Regions from separate parts of the Mus musculus genome. Here region 1 is linked to region 2. The links are chromatin contacts, called in public promoter capture Hi-C maps. All regions are on one chromosome and are shown on one strand. Each heading gives the region's core, a stretch centred on a gene start, on an enhancer-like site or on the middle of the called end of the contact. The rest is flanking DNA. Distances are from core to core; before and after follow the strand shown.

Region 1 (7,527 bases), core at 4,052-6,551, 220 kb before region 2:
CCTGGACCACCTGCTGATTACCAGATAGTATGGCCTAGAGTTAATAGAATGGACAGATCTGGTTTTCAGGGTTGGCCTTTTCGCTTAGTTTGGTCTAGTCCAATTTTTAATCTGAGAAGCGGGTAACTGGGGAAACGGCTCAGTGATTGGGAGCACTAGCTACTCTTGCAAAGAACCCAGATTCAATTCCTAACATCTATATGGTTACTCAACAGTTCCAGAGTATCCCTTTCCCGGCCTTGGCAGGGACCAGGCAAACGCATGGTACACAGACATGCAGATAAAACACCCATGCATATAAAACATTTTTAAATAATTTTAAGTCTGAGTTTTGGTTGCTAATTTATGAAATGAAAACAATTCCAACCTTACTGGGTTACTGTGGGAATTAAATAAGACACCTAGAAGAAATCACACATAATAAGTAATACAAACAGGAAGCCATAATGCTGTCTTCCTACTCCATGGTACTTTCTTCCCTAATTTCTACTCCCACTACACTTTATAACCAACCTCTTCAGTTCTCTCTTCCTTTGTTCATTTAGACTCACTGGATGCCCCATCCTGTCTGCCTGGATCTCTGACCTTGGCCTGTTGCCTCAGGGCTCATCAGTGCCAGGCCGACTCCTTTATTGGCAGGTTGGCTCACTACAGCGCTCATCTTCCCTGACCCTCCCTGCCAATACTGTGTGCACTCATCACATCGCTCAATTGTACCCCACCAGTCCATGCTGCTGCTGGAGCTGATGTCACACCCTGGCCTTGTGACTTGGGACTTAAACCTATTTGAAATAGCTGCCTAAAAACCACTGGCAGAGCTCTGTGAGATGGTGCAGTGGATAAAGACACTTCCTACTAGGCCCGATGACCTGAGTTAATCAACCCTCATAAAGGAGAGAACAGATTCCTGGAAATTGTCCTCTGACCTTCACATGGGCACCATGACACAACCACACAAAATATGAAAGTGTAATAAAAATAAAAGGAAAGATAAAGTACTTTCGTTGGTGTGGTGTTTCTTCTTAACTGCGCCACCCAGTCTTCCTAGAGAGCCGCACCTCCCACACCAATATGCCCAACCTTTCTCTGTTCCTATAGTACCCTAAACTTCAATTCTGTTTGGGTTTGTTTTTGAGTCAAGTTTTCTCTATGTAGTCATGGTTGTCCTAGAACTCACTATGTAGACCAGGCTGGCCTCAAACTCCAGAGCTGCTCTTGCCTCTGCCTTCCAAGTACTGCAGTTAAAGGTGTCTGCTACCCTCATTTGGGGAGTCTTCCATTCTTTCTAGTCTCCTTCCAGCCTCTCTTCCTCCTTTCTGTTTCCCATTATGGCCAAGGCTCTCAGGAGGGAAAAATAGAACTTGAGAGATGAGGGGTAACATCAGTAAGTGGAGGGCAAGAATATAAATATTTCATACACACACTCAGACTTTGGGAACTACAAAAGAGAAAAGACAAAATACCACAAGCACCTAACTTGGGGCTTAGTCACATTTATTAGTCTTTCCCTGGGAGGCAAGTGCCACATCCAATTAATTGGAATTGATTGGTTGTTGGGACATGTTATTGATCTAAGACAAAGTCACTGTGAAGTTGTGTGGGGGAGGGAGATGTCAGAATTAATGGGAGCAAGGACACATGGAACATGCCTGAGGACTGATAAAGAGTGTTTTCCCAGCCCCCGTGCAGCTATAACTTGGGCTCCTTTTTGCCACAGTGAGTGAAGCATCAGCCAAATGGCACTCAACAGACCCAATTCTCTCCAAGAGGGGGAAAAATAACCAGGTTGAATCCCTATGAAGGAAGAGCCTTGGAGAAGGCAGCCCCGGACCTCTGGTGACAGAAAGCTGTAGAAAGGAATGGGAGTCCTGAGGGTTGCAGGCTGCCTCCTGACAGAAGCAGTTCCCTCTTGCTCTTGATCTAAAAGCCTTAGTTTCAATTCAGCCAGGAAGGAGAAGCTGGGAGTCTGCTAGTCTGGAGCCCAGACTGAAGCCTGTGAGTGCAATAGCTTTTCTGTTCTGGACACCCAATGGTACCTTGAAGGAGGATGCCTTAAGGTCATGAGGAGGAAACAAGGACCCAGATGGTACAAGCACCAGCCCCACATTGCAAACATTTTCTGGAACTCCTGTTGACTTGAAGCTATGAAGTTGGAGTCCATTGAGAAGACTGAGCAGTCTCACAGGAGAAAAGAAATCTGGGAACGTTAGAAGTTTGGTTGGAAAGGAGAAAGTAGAGGAGATGCAAACCCCTAACCTTACCCCCCGGAAAGCCCTGGGCAGCTGAGGTGGCATCGAAAGGCAGGTGGCAAAGCTTCTGAGGCGCTGCTGACATGGTGATCCTCTGGAAGCTGGTGCTGTCACACAACAGGGAGGAGAAGAGTTGTGTGGGAGCTTCGGGAAACGGTAGGTGCCCGGATATGAAGCCCTGCCCAGTGTTCTTGAATTACAAAAACATGATCCAGCACACACTGAACACAGTAGAAGAGGGGTTGTGGTGGGGACGGCATGAAGGACAGATAACCAAGACCATATTTGGGGAGTGAAAGACCACAAGGGTCAGTGCCCTTGAAGATGGGTTTCCTCCTGTACATGGTGAGGCTCTGGTTCGTCTCCCTGACCTTTCTTCACAGAGAGGGGAGGGGCCGATGACGACCAGAGTTTGCCTGCCTGCTTCTGTGTGATATGTTTGATATTGGGTTGTTAAATTATGAACCAACTGAATGTCAAGCATACTCTCACAGCAGTAAGGAGACTTGGCACCACCTCCTTGGCTCCGTCAGCCCCTGGGGCTCTGAGACTCTTGTCTGCCTGACTTTCTGGTTTGTTTTCAAGACAGGGTTTTCCTACATAGCCCTGGTGGTCCTGGAGCTCACTATGTAGACAAGGCTGGCTTCAAACTCACAGAAGTCCTCCTGCCTCTGCCTCTGCCGCCTGAGCACTGGGACTAAAGGCACATGCCACCATACCCAGTGCTTGTTTTTTTTTGTTCCTTTTTTGTTTTTTTGTAAAATGTTGGTGATGGGACCCAACACCTCATATTCACTAAGCAAATACTCTACCACTGAGCTATAGACCCAGGTTATTACATTATTTTTTATTTTATATATATATATGTATATGTATATATATATATTTGCTGTCTTCAGACATACCAGAAGAGGGCATCAGATCCCACTACAGAGGATTGTGAGCCACCATGTGGTTGCAGGAATTGAACTCAGGACCGCTGGAAGAGAGCAGTCAGTGCTTTTAACCGCTCAGCCATCTCTCCAGCCCTATGATTTTTTAAAAAGATTTATTTATTTATTTATTTATTTATTTATTTATTTATTTATTTATATGTGAGTACACTGTAGCTGTCTTCAGACACTCCAAAAGAGAGCATCAGATCTCGTTACAGATGGTTGTGAGCCACCCTGTGGTTGTGGGATTTGAACTCAGGACCTTCAGAAGAGCAGTCGGTGCTCTTACCTGCTAAGCCATCTCACCAGCCCCATGATTTGTTTGTTTGTTGTTTTGTTTTTCTAGACAGGGTTTCTCTGTATAGTCCTGGCTGTCTTGGAACTCACTTTGTAGACCAGGCTGGTCTCGAACTCAGAAATCTGCCTGCCTCTGCTTCCCAAGTACTGGGATTAAAGGCATGCACCACCACTGCCCGGCTAAAAGTATCAGTTCTTTGTTGTTGTTGTTGTTGTTGTTGTTTGTTTGTTTTTTGTTTTTCAAGACAAGGTTTCTCTGTGTAGCCCTGGCTGTCCTGGAACTCACTCTGTAGACCAGGCTGGCCTCGAACTCAGAAATCCACCTGCCTCTGCCTCCCAAGTGCTGGGATTAAAGGCATGCACCACCGTGCCTGGCGATTCTTTTTCTAACTAAATTTCTCTCCACAACTCTCCTAAAAGAGATGTATATAGAGCCCATGTTAACCCGGAAGGCTCATGTGGAAGTGGGAGAGAGCTGAAATTTGAGGAGCAACTCTTCATATATCTTGCCCCCTATGGTAGAAAGGATGTATCTCTCCTCCTTGTCTTCTGCTCTTGTCTTTTTCTCCTCTCTATTGCCCTCTTCTCTATCAACCCATACATGTCCTTTCTCTGGTTCTCTCTTGTCCCCTTTTCCTGACTGGCCTCTCAATTGGGGGTGCTTGTTTTCTTTGCTTTCTTCCAACAGTTAGCTGGAAGTCTCTCCTCCCAGTCTGTTAGTATCAGTCTGTTCTTAACAGGGAGGCTCTCGAGAGGGAGCCGGCTCTGCCCCTGCCCCCACCCTGATGCTTGACTCCGGTCCCACACTGCTGTGGTTTAGCCTCAACACTAACTATCCTTGACATTATGAATTAATTAGAACCACTTCTACTTGCTCTGCTAGCTCCAGTCCGGTCACCTTGAACAGTGTCCACTCCTCTGGCATAGATGGGTATATGGCAACTGTGTATGGGATCAATTGCCACCTGTCAATAGCAAGATTCCAAGTGGAATTATGAGCATAGCTGGCACTACACTGGGGGAAGTAGAGCTGGTGGACACTATAATGGCATGGTGGACAGCGGGCTGGGGAGGGGGCCACAGAGGGAGCAGTTGAAGAGGAGTAGAGGAAAGCGACAGTCTTCAGTATGTCAGACCTTCTATTTTAAGGTCGCTATGAGAAAACGTGATCCTGTTCTGTGACCTCCTTGTTTCTCATCCCACTTGACACCCTGAGATACCCTTTCAGATCCCAGGCCTTCAACTTTATCCTATGGCCTTTACAGACTAATGTCTCCTTGCCTATTAGAGAATCCCAAAATAGCCCAGCAATCCCAACTGTCAATCTGGGGGAATTGTCAACGATCATGAGTGACCTCCCATCGTCACTGTTGACCACGCTCCTTAGATACCAGGAATCCAAAGACCAAACCAGTAGAGTTTGGTCCATATCCAATATAGTCCAAGGGGAGAATGAGAGATCTGAAGGCTACTAGGACCCCTCTGGTGGCGAGAACTGCTAAAGTACCCTTCTGTGCTTCAGTGTTCCCCCCTCTTCTGTTCCTCTACTTTTGAGGGACCCACAGAGCTGCCAAGAACGAGTGGAAAGTTTCAAGGTCAGGGAGAACCTCCCCCACCCCCACTTTCCATTGTCTAAAATCAGCCTCAGCTGTTCCTCAATTTTTTTTTTCTTGCTGGTGATGTCAGTCTATCAATGTGTCTGACCCTGTGTTCCCCCAGGGGAACAGTGAAGGGATGGGAGGGAGCTAGAAAGACCATGTTAGGAAGAAGAGGTGGAGCCGCAAGCACAGATAAAGGTTCAAACCTGGGGAACTTTGAGTGACCCGGGTGGCAGCCCTTCCTCTCTGGCCCCAGCCTCCAGTTCTCCAGTGTTCACAGGTGAGCCCACCAACGGTCACAGCTCATGATGGAGGCCATCAAGAAAAAGATGCAGATGCTGAAGTTAGACAAAGAGAATGTTCTGGACCGAGCTGAGCAAGCTGAAGCTGAGCAGAAACAGGCAGAAGAAAGAAGCAAGCAGGTAGGTGCTGGTATGGACCTTTCCCACTTGCTGGTTGCAAGACAGAGATGGTCCAGGCAATGGTGGCACACACCCCTGTAATCCCAGCACTCAGGAGGCTGAGTTTCAAGGCAGCCAGAGGGGCAGGGGGTTCATGGGAGAGGCAGTGACCACTGGGCCAGCTTCTTTTTTGGGTGGGAGGAATGCCCCAGTCTCAATGAAGCCCCTCCCCCTGAACATCTAGGGCAGCAGTTCTCAACCTGAGAGTTGAGACCCCTTTGGGTCATTAACCCTTTCACAGGGGTTGCCTAAGACCATCAGAAAACACAGATACTTACATTATGATTTAAACAGTAGCAAAATTAACAGTTATGAAATAGCAATGAAAATAATTTTATGCGTGGGGGTCTCCACCACATGAGGAACTGTATGAAAAGGTCTCAGCACTAGAAAGGCTGAGCACCATTGCTTTAGGGTAGCCCCTTTGCACTGTCATGTGACCTTGAGAAAGCCGGTGGCCTCTTCCTAGCCACAGTGTGCCTGCAGGACTTAAGTAGAAGTAGACCACATTTTGAAGAATGTCTTACTTCTAAAGCAAAGGGTAAGGAATGATCCAACTCTCTCTGTCTCTCTGTCTCTCTCTGTAACATCACAGAAATAAGCTTCCCCACTAGATGTTTATCATTCAACAGTCTTGCATTAAAGCACCAGATGACTTGGTCACCTTGGGGCCAGACATTATAGGGTCTGAGGTGAAGCCATAGCCTGATGCCTGGAGCATGGCTGAAGAAGTGTGTCTCTCCTGGGGCTGGGCTCAGTGCTCTTTGGAGTCCAAGTATACACTGTTGTGTTTATGTCTTTGTGTGTTACTCTCTGGGCTCTGGCTCCAGCTAGAGGATGAACTAGCAACCATGCAGAAGAAGCTGAAAGGGACAGAGGATGAGCTGGACAAGTATTCGGAAGCTTTAAAGGATGCTCAGGAGAAGCTGGAGCTAGCAGAGAAGAAGGCAGCCGACGTGAGTATTGGGGGATGGCTTATTTGCCTTCTTACCCATAGACTGTGGGGACATATGCCAACATAATACTCTTGCACATGACAATGCGCTGGCATGCTCTTCTGTTGGGGTATACTTTCTTACTCAAAGACATGTTGAGATTGAGGGCATAGTTCAGTGGCAGCATGCTTTCCTAACGTGCATGGATCCCTGGGTTCTACACTAGCACACATGCACGAGAGAGAGAGAGAGAGAGAGAGAGAGAGAGAGAGAGAGATCTCATTTCTGCACTATTCAACCTCCTTCGCAGTAATCTAATGACCTTTTCCAGAACCTGGACAAAGGAGGGGCCTCCACATCCAGATGCATGCTCTCAGGTATCCACTCCCCCACCCCCCCATGCCACATTCTTAGCTTTTGTGTACAAGGTTTGGCATGTGCATGTGTGTATTAATAGGGAGCCTCTCATCTCTCAGTTACCCAAGAAAGCCAGCTTAGATTTCACAATAGAAAATGGAGGTCACACTGACCTTGGCCCTATATGGGTTTATTTGTCCTAGCCAAGGTGGACATCTGCCTTTATGCCATAGAGATGCTACAGAGAACTCTGATCATAGGAGAGCAGTGACGTATCAAGGGTGAACTATAACAGAAACTGGGAAGCAGGCTAAGGCAGTACCCCTAGATCTTACTCTACAGCCCTGAATAAATTACATAGTTCTTAAGAGCCTTTTCCCCTCTTAAAACGAAAATGAATTGCCTCTGCCCACCTCCTACTACAGTTTGGTACCCACTTTCCTTCATTTCCAACACTGACGTTTGCTGCAAAGAGAAACACAAGACTATATAGGACATCTGCTTTGAAGAAAAGTACCACAGGATGGTTTATTTTTTATTTGGGGTGCTGGGGATTAAATTCAGCCCTCCAACCAGCTACATTTACCTAGCCCATAGGGGTTTTAACAAAAACAACAAAAGGATATGTCAGTTACACAGGCATATCATACACAGTTCTCAGCATCCAGGTGAGGAGAAAACTAGAAGCTGATGTT
Region 2 (6,949 bases), core at 20-2,519:
CATCTTCATATCTAGCCTTGGCTAACCTGTGACCTCAGCATCCCAGTGGTGAAGTTACATTTGTGCACCATCATGTCAGGCTTACAATTTTATTTCCATAGTGATTTGAAAAAATGTCTTCTCTACTGTCTCTGGCACTAGTTAGATCTGACTTTTAATCATTGCTCAGTTGCTGTCTACCTTTGGCAAGTTGCTTAATCTGACCCTGTTCCTTAGTACACATGGGTTAAAATCTCAAGTCTGTCACATGTGTAACTTTGTCTTTTAATCGATACCTTATTGTCCTCATCTGTAAGATAGGATGGCCAGTACTTGCCTCACAGAGAGTAAGAATTCATTGTTCTTGTTCCCCCAAAAAGTTATTATTCTTTCAATGTGTTTATTTTTGTGATAATTAGTTCTCATTTCTAGGGCGCTCAGAAAGAATATTCATGGTGTTCTAGAAACGTAGAATGTAGGCGGGTCTAACCTCTTGGAGGAAGTAGGAGATAGCCAGGCTAGCAAAAGAACCCGGGCCTTGACTTAGCTAGTGCAATAGGGTGGGGTGGGAAGCTGTATCCTCACTGTGAACAGAAAAAGACCAGATCCCAGAGTATACACCATAAATTCAGTACATTTAGCTAATTGTTTGTTTTTTCTTTGTGCTGTTACGGTACAACCAGGAAAGGACCGGTCAGAAGTAAATTAACACACGAGTCCCAAGGCCTTGGGCAGAACGGGGCAGGCCACACCCCAGAAAGACAAGGCCAGAGCTCCTAAAGCTAGTCCTGTCCTTAAATTCATGGATTCTGTCGCGATGAAACACCACCCACCCAAACACAGAGCCCAGCGCCGTTCCCGGTCTCCATCTTTAGACGAGAAAGAATGAGAGCCTGTCAAAGGAGAATCCCGGTTTTAAGAGACTAGGTGGTACGGCGGCTGCCAGGGGACCAAAACGTCTACAAGGTAAAGCTGCAGCCTGAAGCGATTTTTTGACCCCCGACACTTAATGGGCTGTCGAAGACCCGGATGTGTCTGGGACTGGCCGAGGTACCCATTAACGCGCCCCCGCTAGACCATCCCCCTTCTCCATTTATGATTGGATTTTCTTAACGCCAATCACTACTTCTCCAGCCACCCATTCCTCAAGGGTGGGGTGAAGTCTTGGTATCCCGCTTTCAATTGGTAGGAGCAAGAAGAGGAGGGCGGGTAGCCGGCTAAGTTCCTCCAATGGCCGTCGTGGCGTGTGGTTAAGGCGGAGTCAAGGCGCTTGGCAGCTGCCCAATCAGCGTCCTTGTTTGTGTGGTGCCGCCGCCGCCGGTGCAGCCGCCGCCGCCGCTGCTGCCCCTGTCTGTACCGCAGTGTCTGCTCCGCCCGCCCGCCCTCCCCGACCCGGCCCGCCCCCTCCCCCACCCCCGCTCCCGGACCCGCCAGTGGGGTCTGGATCCCACTGTGCCGTCGCCGCCTCCTTTTTCGACGCCTTCACAGCCGCCTGAGGAAGCGACCTGGTCGGGAGTTCCGCCGCCGCTGCCAGGTGAGGAGCTCTGGCCTAGGCCAGCCTGGCCGCCAGCCCGCCAGCCCGCCAGCCCGCCCGGGGGCGGTGAGGAGCGACGGAGGGAGCGAGGCTGCGAGAAGGCGGCGGTGGGGGAGGGGAAAGGTGGAGGGCGGGGGGAGGGGAAGCGCCCGCGAGCCGACGCCCGCCCGCGCGCCCCCGCCTGGCGTCCCCTCCCCCAGCCCGGCCCGCGCGCCCCCGCCTCGCGCTCCCCTTCACCTCTTCCCCTCCCCCCCGCGCGCGCGCCCTGGTCTTTCACTTAGGCCTCGCGCGACCCGGCTGGTGTCCCTTCGTGTCTTCGCTTTTTACTCTTTCTCCCCTCCCTCGCTCCCCGTTTCCCTCGCCATCCCCCTTTTCACTCAGTACCTCATGCCCGCCATGCTCCCCTCTTCTCCGGAGCGTCCTCCTCTCCGTGTTTTTAACTCTCCGCCCCCAGTAGTGCCCTCGGGGTGCGGGGGCCGCTCCCTGCACTGAGTCCTATGTTTGACGGCGGATAGGACGAAAAGGGGATCCTTAAGGGTGGAGGAAGCACTGGATAATTATCTTTATTGGGGGGGGGGACAGGCTCAGGAGTGCAGAACCTTACCCCTTTATTTCGTCGTCCATCGTTCCCTTGCCCTCCGTAAGAAAAGGGAATTGTCTTGACTTGCGTGGGTTACTTACCTCGTGTAGCAACTAAACCACCCATTTTCTCAGCTGGGCTTCTGGGATTCGCTGGATCTGTTTCCCAGTTCACTTCTTGAGGGTTGATGGAACTAGAACTTACTCTTCCGGACCAAGTCGGGACTTAGAGTACTTTTTGCCTCCTTGGGCTCAGTTACCTGAAGGAGCTAGTTACTCCTGTGAATGAAGAGATTTAGGTGTTAATCGCTGTCCCGGACAGCTTCCCCGCTCTATAAAGGTATGGTGCCCTCTTTGAGTTCATCCCCAGCACCAGATTCACTCTAAGCATAAGATGTTCCTTCGTAAGGACTGGTCCTGAGATGGAGGTGGCGGCTTTACTGGTGGGTAGGTAGCATGTGGATGCTGAAGTTAGCAGTGTTTCCCTGTTCTCTTCTGGAGAGAACCAGTGTTCTCATCTGGTAGTTACTTGAAGGGCTTTTGTGTGTGTGCTTCAGAGGTGGGAATAATATAAATTAAATCATCTTTTAGCAAAGAGAGGCAGTGTTTTCATGCCTACCCAGCAAGATTTGAAATAGTGCTTGAAGTTGGAGTAAAAGTAGGTTTTTGATCCATGTGGATTGGAGAAGAGCTTTTGTAGTTTTTTGGAGCCGTTCCTTTTCCAGAAATTATAATTTAAATAGACAACAGATGAATGTGGCACAGATGAAAATAAGAAGAAATCTTCCCCTTCCACCTCTGTCCTCCAACCATCTTATCTTTACTACAGCCATGACTGAAGTTTTTTGGCCTCTGTATTAGTGTCTGTAAGTTGTTGATTATCCTGTTTGAGAGTTGAGTGATTTCTTTATTGCTTTTTCTTTGATACATGGGCTTACATTCTTTCTTGAAGTCTGATGACCACTTTTGATTTTTGGTGCAGGAGAAGTCTTGATAAGAATTGTCCTAGAAGGGGGCTGGAGAGATGGCTCGGGTTAAGAGTACTGACTGCTCTTCCAGAGGACTCATGTTCAATTCCAGCACCCACAAGGCTGTCTGAAACTGTCTATAATTCTAGTTTCAGGGGATCTGACACCCTGGGGATGGAGGAAGAGAGAGAGAATATTGTTTTAGAGTAGCAGCAGTTGTGTGTGTGCTTGATTGGTAAGGAGGCAACTTCTGGTGATATTAAAGACAGTGGTCTGGAGGGGTTAAGCTCATTCTGAGGGCAGGAAGATATATCTGTTGGAAATGTCATACCACAGATGCTGGGCTGGGTCACGCATAGACTTTTCCTTGGGCTTTTTAAGAAGATAAGTCTATAAATAGGCCATGGTGAGTATTTGTCCGGTATGATTGATAGATTTTTCAGTCTGGGGGCAGTGATTTGGAAGAGGTAGGTATTAACAGAAGGCTGGACCTGTAGGTTGAATGACTAGAGAAGAGATGAGGTTTATATAGATTTTTACGCTACCTATTCTTTGTTGTTGTTTTGTTTTGTTTTTTGTTTGTTTTTTTCGAGACAGGGTTTCTCTGTGTGGCCCTGGCTGTCCTGGAACTCACTCTGTAGACCAGGCTGGCCTCAAACTCAGAAATCCGCCTGCCTCTGCCTCCCAAGCACTGGGATTAAAGGCGTGTGCCACCACGCCCGGCTAAACTGCCTATTCTTTAGTTGAGAATATTTTTAATGAGGTGAGAGTGATTTGTGCTTGACATCAGTATCCATCTTTATGGCACCGTAGTTTGCTTCCCCTAATTATGTCATGTCTGTTAACTTCCTGTTTAGATGCAGTCTCAACAGGGTTTGAATAGAAGCTACATTAAATACTTGTCTAGAAACAAAATTATCTTGGTTCCCTGATCAGCCCTTCAAATATAAATCCTGGCAATAACTTAGACTGTGTTTAGCATAGGGGAACAGGGTGCAGAGAGATGTGTGGAATTTTTTTTCTAACCCTCATAAGTCTATAGTACTTTCTAGAGTTTGTGTTTTCTAGAGTCATGATTGTAATCCCAACACTTGGGAAATTGAAGGAGGATTCTTTGAATTTGAAGCAGCATAGACTACATAGTGAGTTCAAGATGGCTAGAGCTACTGAATTAAGACACATTCTCAAAACAACCCTAAACAAAAAAGCTGGCATAGGCCTTTCATCCTCAGCTGGGAATCAGGAGTTCAAGGTCATCTTCTGTTTTATATCACTTTTGAGCTCTCTTACACCCTTCCTCAAAAAAAAAAAAAAAAAGGCTTGTGTGTTTTGTGTTTTCCCCTCTTTGTTGTGGGTGGTGGAGTTTCTCTGTCACTTTCTCTTGGTTCCACTAGGCCTACTGGACACTCTAGATTGGAGGCAGAGGCAGGTGGATTTCTGAGTTCGAGGCCAGCCAGGGCTACACAGAGAAACCCTGTCTCAAAAAACCAAAAAAAAAAAAAAGTGCAGTTACAGCTGGGTGGTGATGGTGAACACTTTTATCCCAGCACTCAGGAGGTAGAGGTAGGTGGAGCTCTGTGAGCTCTGTGAGTTTGAGGCCAGTCTGGTCCACAGAGCAAGTTCAGAACAATTACGGCAATACAGAGAAACCCTGCCTTGGAATAAAGGGGATAAAAAAGTTTGAAGGTTGAAAAGGTGTCATTGTGCTCAGAAAGGCTAACATTTCAGGAGTCCCTTGTCTTTTTTCTTTTCATTTTCTTTTTTCTTAAAGATTTATTTATTTATATGAGTACACTGTAGCTGTCTTCAGACACACCAGAAGAGGGCATCAGATCCTATTACAAATGGTTGTGAACCACCATGTGGTTACTGGGAATTGAACTCAGGACCTCTGGAAGAGCAACCAGTGCTCTTAGCTACTGAGCCATCTCTAGCTCCTTGTCTTTTTTTTTGAGACAAGAGTTTCTTTACACAGCTTTGGCTGTCATTGAATTGGCTCTATAGACCAGGCTGTCCTAGAACTCAAATCCATCTATCCGCCTCTGCCTCCTGAGTGCTGGGGTTAAATTTGTGTTCTAGCACTCCTGGCTCTCCTCCTTTTAAGCAGTTACCTATGTTGTTTGCCAAACAGACCTCTCACCTCCACTTAACTGATTTTTTTTCCCTTCTCCTCAAGCTGTGTAGGGAAACAGCATCTGTGCTGTACTGGTTCTAGACTCTGGAGCATATTCTCTGTTAGCCACCCTTTTAGGAGACAAGCTAACAAGCAGCCCTTCTGCACTTAACTTAGGAGGCTCATTTTGCTTGGCGTGTTGAGAAAAGTCAAAACAGATTTGGTTGATGAAAATAACTGCTAGGAAAATCATAAAATTGAGCCATAAGTGTGTTCAAAGGGCTTTGTTTCCTAGACCTTTGCAGGATTTATAGCCCAGTGTCCTTAGATGTCAGTGTACAGTATCAGGCATTTTGTGAGGCACATTGGAAGGAAAGGTATTTAAAAATACACAACCTAGATTGACTCCAACTCTGGTTCTAGCATAACACTGTCCACCTGCTTATTGCTTGCGAAAAATCCCATCAACATGATGCCACACAGTTGCAGATCAATTAATTTTGGCTAAGTATGGAAAAGGAATTTGTTTTTGTGAAAAAGAATGGCTTTGGGGGAGAAAGTATCTATTTTTGCTTATATTCCATAATCTGAAGGTTTTTCTCTAACTTGTTTGGGGACTTTCGCCAGTTTCAGTTGGTGAAGCAGGGATTCTTTTCCTCAGTGTTCACTGATCAGTGAGTTCCTTGGGTAGGAGAGGAATGACACATGGTCACTAAGGCTTTTTTTTTTTTTTTTTAAAGATTTATTTTATGTATTTATGGGTACACTGGTGCTGTCTTCAGACACAGCAGAAGAGGGTGGGTGTCCATTACAGATGGTTGTGAGCCACCATTTGGTTGCTGGGAATCAAACTCAGGACCTCTGAAAGAGCAATCGGTGCTCTTAACCACGGAGCCATCTCTTCAGCCCCTCATTAAGGCTTTATAAGTTGACTCTGTGATATGTAGTGTTTTCCTCAGAATACCTTAAATTGCCATTGCCTTGAATTACCTACAACTGGCCAGAAACTTCAAGAGTTTGGGATTATTGTAGCAAGAGTAACAGGTACATACTTTCTGTTTTATTTGGTTTGGTTTCTTTTTTGAGACAGGGTCTGTCTGGCCTGGAACTCTCAGAGATTGGCCTGCATCTGCCTACTGAGTGCTGGGGTTAAAAGCCTATTCTACCATGCCTGGCTAGTTTCTTTCCTTTGAGGTATAAAATGTTCAAATCCCAGATATAAAAGAGTCATAGTAATTGCACATCTTTGGTATGAGAACTTGTTTGAGATACTGTAGCTCATGCTGGTCTTCAACTCCCAGTGTGATCCTTTTGCTTTAGCCTTCCAAGTGTTAAGATGTTAAGTGTGTGCTATCCTACCTATTTCCATTTACTTATTTGCTTAGATTTTTTTGAGTTAGCAACTTGTTACATAGACCAGGCTGGCCTAATATTCCTCTTCCCCCTGACATAGCCTCCCAAATCCTGCATGCCTACACCCACCTTTGATTTTAATGAATTAATTTAGTAGTGATAGTATATTTGAGACAGGGTCTTATTATGTCTGGAATTCACTGTGTACACCAGGCTGACCTCAAAGTCATAGAGTCTGTCTACCTCTGCCTCCCAAATGCTGGGACTACTATACTGGGAAATTTAAAAAAAATATATATATATATGTGTGTGTGTGTGTGTGTGTGTGTGTGTGTGTGTATGTATGTATGTATATATATATAATCTAGTAGACTGCTAAAGAAATTAAGCAAAGTATTGTTGAAAACTCTTATTGTAATTATA

What was found. Capture Hi-C pulls out chosen DNA fragments and counts their contacts.
Region 1: a contact with region 2 is called in a promoter capture Hi-C map of pancreatic islet. The contact joins the promoter of Tpm3 here to the promoter of Gatad2b in region 2. A contact is called at or near these places in 3 of 484 Hi-C or Micro-C datasets (embryonic stem cells and macrophages), 5 of 115 datasets of contacts at active chromatin or transcription factors (bone marrow-derived macrophages, effector CD8 T cells, extraembryonic endoderm stem cells and 2 more) and 3 of 9 other capture datasets (adipose tissue, liver and pancreatic islet).

The regions. Positions count from the first base shown.
Region 1 is chr3:90,067,350-90,074,876 of GRCm38.p6, forward strand. It overlaps Tpm3 (tropomyosin 3, gamma), which reads left to right and starts at 5,302. Exons shown (of 10, transcript NM_001293748.1): 1 at 5,302-5,501; 2 at 6,371-6,496. The coding sequence starts at 5,385. 1700094D03Rik (RIKEN cDNA 1700094D03 gene) reads left to right here. Exons shown (of 4, transcript NM_028567.2): 4 at 1-998. Mir190b (microRNA 190b) reads left to right here and starts at 2,671; the gene lies at 2,671-2,750.
Region 2 is chr3:90,291,912-90,298,860 of GRCm38.p6, forward strand. Gatad2b (GATA zinc finger domain containing 2B) reads left to right here and starts at 1,270. Exons shown (of 11, transcript NM_139304.3): 1 at 1,270-1,513.